Regions from separate parts of the Gossypium hirsutum genome. Here region 1 is linked to region 2. The links are chromatin contacts, called in public Hi-C maps. All regions are on one chromosome and are shown on one strand. The core of a region is the stretch at or near the end of the contact, and the rest is flanking DNA. Distances in the headings are between cores, read along the strand shown. Region 1 holds the start of LOC107896742 (ras-related protein RABC1). Region 2 holds the start of LOC107896745 (callose synthase 5).

What was found. Hi-C and Micro-C count contacts between places; a contact is called where the count stands out from the background.
Region 1: a contact with region 2 is called in a Hi-C map of leaf, with 2.4 times the contacts expected there. The contact joins the promoter of LOC107896742 here to the promoter of LOC107896745 in region 2. A contact is called at or near these places in 7 of 34 Hi-C or Micro-C datasets (callus and leaf).

What each region holds. Positions count from the first base shown.
Region 1 is chrA10:92,030,380-92,033,079 of Gossypium_hirsutum_v2.1, reverse strand. It overlaps LOC107896742 (ras-related protein RABC1), which reads right to left and starts at 1,267. Exons shown (of 7, transcript XM_016822007.2): 1 at 1,094-1,267; 2 at 637-885. The coding sequence starts at 769.
Region 2 is chrA10:91,824,660-91,827,359 of Gossypium_hirsutum_v2.1, reverse strand. LOC107896745 (callose synthase 5) reads left to right here and starts at 1,443. Exons shown (of 43, transcript XM_041079018.1): 1 at 1,443-1,644; 2 at 1,780-2,037; 3 at 2,156-2,256. The coding sequence starts at 1,851.

The sequences.
Region 1 (2,700 bases), core at 18-2,517, 210 kb before region 2:
AACAAGTAGAGTTCTAAATCAGGACATAAAGATATGTAAGCAGATTAATGATTCTTATAATCAGTTTAATGTGAATGCACTGAAGGCTTTACAGAAGTAGAATAGTTTAACCAAGACCACATTGCAAGATCATCAATCCATTCTAGATTTCTAATAAAATAAAATTTTCATTCCCAATTTACAGTCTTTCTGTTCACTCATCATATTTCCTTTCTTTTTATCAAAAGACAAAACAAAACTATCCACAAAAAGACAATGCAAACCTCATTTCTCAGAATCATAAAACCAAGAATTAATTTGGCACATCCAACATTTGAGATCCAATCGAGTTAAAATTTAAGATTTGGAAACTCTATTCTTAAGCATTTGGATAATTCCTAGTGGTTAAACTGGAAAACGCAAGTAACAACGGCATCCATACATAAGTAAATTCGTACAATTTTCTCCAAAAGAAAGTTATGTTTTCAATTTTTCTTCAAAAAATTTTTTTGGTAAGCCGCCTTTTGATCTTGAAAAGAAAATCCAAAAGGGAGCGTAGATATCTTCATGTTCCAGAGATCAAGACAATGCCATTATAAATTATAAGACATAAAAAGGAATAAAAGTTGATGAGCACAGTTCAAAATGAATACTGACCAATAGTGGGAGAGAGTTCCTCAAAGGAATCGGAAGTGAAACTTAAAAGAAGACTACTCTTTCCAACTCCTGAATCTCCTATCATCAGCAACTTGAACAAGTAATCGAACTCCGCTTGATTCGACGACTCCATTTTTCAATTAATTTACCAATTGAACTATCTTTCTTTCAAATAACACCAAATTTCTACGATCGGATCTCCCAAATCCAGCCCTCTTTCTCTTTTTCACCTGATCAACGCATCTAAACCTGAAAAACAACATGGAAGCAAAATCATATGTATAGATTTGGATTTCAACGAGATAAAAGGTTGAATCTAACAATATCCTTATCATGTATCCCAAAGAATTTATTAATTGAGAAAAGAAAACTCCTTACACAGGTTTAGATCATGGTTGATCATACATATTTATAGAATTTATTTTATACATCAAAATTAAATATAATAAGAGATTACCTCTCGGAAAAGAAAAATGGTGAGAAGAAAATGAAATAATGGAGGAGAGAGCGAGACAGAATTTCTGATTAGCAGGGTTAATTGAGAAAAATAAAAAATAAAACTTTTAAACTAAAACTTAAAAAGAACTTGTAAATGCAAAAGGGCAAAGTAAGGAATTACAAGAATAGTAGCGCGCGTGGGTTTGGCTCTTTCCATTCCAACGCCAGAAAATAAAAAATTGGCAATAACCGGGTCGGGTCCTGTGAACTCGGATGATTTATGTTTTGACTTTTTTTGAGTAGACGAACAAATCATTGGACATCTCTGATTTCATCTTAGATTTTCATTTTGGGGCAAGTAAAGGTCGAGGTAGAGGTGATGATGGGCTGGGTCGAGCCAGGTTTGAATCGGACTCATACAAATTTTTAGGCTTGTATATTGGGCCCGGGCTCGGCTCGGCCTGAAATATAGGCCTAAAATTTTGTCCAAGTCCGGCCCGAAATAAAATTATTAAGCCCGAGCCTGGCTCGGCCCGGCCCATATTAAATTTTTTTTATTTCATTAAATAAAAAAATTTAAAAATATAATAAATCAAATATATTTAAAAACATAAAAACAAATATTAAAACAAATAAAAATAATACTAAAACAATTCTTAAAACAATACACTAATTAATAATATAATAAAAAATGGTTATATTAAAAATTTAAAATAATTAAAAATAAAATAAAAAATATATATTAATATATAATTCGGGTCGGGCCGGGCCAGGCCCGGGCCAAAAAACTCTTACCCGAGGCCCGAGCCGTTTTCTAAACGGGCCTCGTTTTTTTGCCCAAGCCCATTTTTCGAGCCTATATTTTTACCCAAACCCTCCTATTTTTCAGGCGGGCCTTCGGGCCGGGCCGGGGCCCAGCCCATGATCAGCTCTAAGTAGAGGTGAGCATGGTTGGAGTCAGGTCGAGTGAGGTTAGAGTTAGGTCAATTAAAAATTTAGGGTTTAAAATTTTGTTTAAGTTTAAACTAAATAAAAATGTTAAAATTCGAGCCTAACTCAGTCGGACTCTCCCATATTAAATTTTATATTATTTTTATATAATTTTAAATATATATAATATATCAAAAAACTAAAAATATCAAAATAAATATTTTTTAACAAATTAAAAATAAATTTTAAAAATATGTATATTTAAATAAGACTAAGATAGATGCAACTTAACAAGAAAATGTCTCTAAAATAATAACAAAATTAACAAATGTCTTTAAGGTAGCAAAATAGAGAGAAAACAACAAGAAAATAATATTTAAAAAAAGTAAATTTTTTTGTCTTTTAGTGGATTCGGGTTGGGCTCGGGCCAAAAATGCCTTACTTGAAGCCAGACCCATTTTTTAAACGAGTCTTATTTTTTTTGTCCAAGCCCTTTTTAAGGCCTATATTTTTGTCCAAAACCTCTTACATTTCGGCCGGGCCTGATCAGGTCTAGGGGCAAGTAGCAATTTCTGTTTATACAATAAGCAATTAAACAAAGTAACACCTCAACTAGAGAATGTACTAAAAACCAAGTTTGAATCAATTAATAAATATGATTATAGGCATTTTTATATTTTCAAATTATTCATTTTA
Region 2 (2,700 bases), core at 194-2,693:
GTTATTCAATTACAAGCTAATCTAATAAAAAAAACTTACATATAGATTTTTTTAAATGATAAAAATATTCTTTATTAATCATTATATTATTAAATTGATATTAAAATAATATAAATTTTAAATATTAAAAAATCAAATTTGATTTTTTATAAGGGAAATGAGTAAGAAATCTCTAAATATTGCACTCAAGATTTGATGTCAACTGGATTTCATTTCAAGAGAAACCCTTTGCCTTTATATCATAGGCTCATTTGAAATTATATTTGGTATTCATCTTAAGCCACACTTCATTATATTTAAATTGTTTAAATTTTGCATTAAAATTTAACATTTATATATTTTCATTCAATTAATAACTGAAAAAATCATGAAAAGAAATTAAATAGAATTAATAATTTTGTTCATTCTCTAATTATGGTTAGATATTTTTTTTATTGTTATAACATTTAAATTATTAAAATAAATATTATATTTTAATTAAATTCAATAATTCAAATATTACTTTATAAGGAATAAAAATATATTATTAAACAAATTAAAAATTAGGAATAAAAATATATTATTAAACGAATTAAAAATTAAACACATAAAATCACATAAAAAATGAATATAAATAAAAAATATTGAAAAATTAAGATACAAAAACTATTTAAGTAATAATTTCTAAATTTATATAAATTTAACTTGTATTAAAATAATGTTATATCCAAATAAAGCATACTATATCAAAAGTATTTGGTAAAAAATTTCTACAGTTTCTTTTAATTTTAATATTAAGAAAATTAGTTTATTTCAAAAAAAAATTAGAGGAATTTAATCCCTATCAATTTTAAAAGTGAACAGCTAAGGACAATTAATTATAATGTTAACGTTTTTTGTCGATTTTACATAAATTTGACTAGTATAATAACAAATTTAGTTCTCATAATTTATACATTTTATCAATTTGGTCATGATTTAACAAATTTAGCCCCAATATTTCTGTAAATATGAAAATGTTAAGGCTAGATTTGTTGAATTTTTAGAATCAAAATCAAATTAATAAAATTTGTAAGCATTGAGGGCTAAAATTGTTATTGTACCAATTAAAATCATATACGATGAAAGAAATTTCCGCCATGATTAATTCTCCTTGATTGCTCAATTTCAAAATTGGCAGGGATTAAATTGCTCCAATTTTTTGAGAGGGACTAATTTGCTCAATTCAAAATTGGGAGGGACTGGAGATGTCTTTTTACCAAAGTTTTTCTTCTCGACTCCCTTTGCCAAACCAGGCTCTCACCCGGCCCCACTTATAATGGTGAAAAAGGGTAAACAAAAAGGAAAAGAAAATGAAAGAAAGAGTCAGTGTTATATTCGTAATTTGATATCATAGTTAGTTGTTTTCGGGGAGCCGAGAATTCAGATGATATATAAAAGAGGTACATAGCCGATTCTTGCATTGCATTCCGTTAATGACATTCTGTCAATATTCATTTTTTTATCAACTTTCTCTCTCAATTTCTTTGTTTCTTTTCCACTCTTTCCCTCACAATATCTCCTTTCCGATTCATTTTCTCTGAGTTTCGTAACAGTGATATACTCTCCTCCTCCTCCCGTCCCTGGCTCAAGCCCTCACTCGTCTTCAAGTTTCCGAGAGAGCAGGTAATTTTTGAAACCCTAACCTAAACCTGATTATTGATTTCTACTTGACTCATGGGAGAGATGTTATCTGCTCTCTGACTCTGCATCTCTACGCTACATTTAGTCATATATATCTTTCTTTTCTGTTTTCTGTAGGATTTTTGTGTAGCAGAGAGTTGAGAAGGCTTTGTTTCAAGCTAGCGAGTTAACTCGGTCGGTAGTACGTGATGGCGAATGCCGAAACGGGACCGCAAGGGCTGACAAGGCGGCCGTCGCGGAGCGCTTCGACCACAACGTTCTCCACGGAGGTGTTCGACAACGAGGTCGTTCCTTCGTCACTTAGTTCTTCCATCACTCCCATCCTCCGCATTGCCAAAGAGATCGAACCTGAACGTCCCCGTGTCGCGTATCTTTGTACGTCTCAAAACTTTCTTTTCTGTTATTTCATTATTTTCATTTTCATGCGTTAAGTTTTCTAAATCAAACTTTTCTTACTTTTTTACATAAAAAAATTCATGGCGAAATAAAACAGGTCGTCTCTATGCTTTTGATAAAGCAGATAGGTTGGATCCCAACTCCACCGGACGTGGAGTGAGGCAGTTCAAGACTGGTTTGCGGCAAAGATTAGAGAGAGTAAATTTATTGCATTTCTTCTATAATTTGGTTCTGTTTTATCGTAAGAGAAAATTATTAAAATAATAATAATACCTGTGATTTGCCAGAAAAAAAAGGGGGAAAAAAAACTAAAAAAAGGAGCGATAATGTAACCTACTCAATCACGTATAAACTTGAGTTTATCTGCCTTGGTTGTTTGTTTTGCGTAATATTTTGGATAATGTCTTGTGTGCTTGGATTTTATCTCTATAGGTCTTAGCGTGGTTTGCTAAAATTTACAGGTTGTTGGATTTTTTTGATAGATGATCTTATTAATATCTTAAATATATCTTAATGAGATGTATAATAATTCTCTAATCTCTTTCAGAATTTAAAAGGTCTATTGACAAATAACTTTTTTTTTAATAATTTAAAACTGAATAAAAGTTTCTTAAATTAATTTTGACTTCTCAAATTACGCAA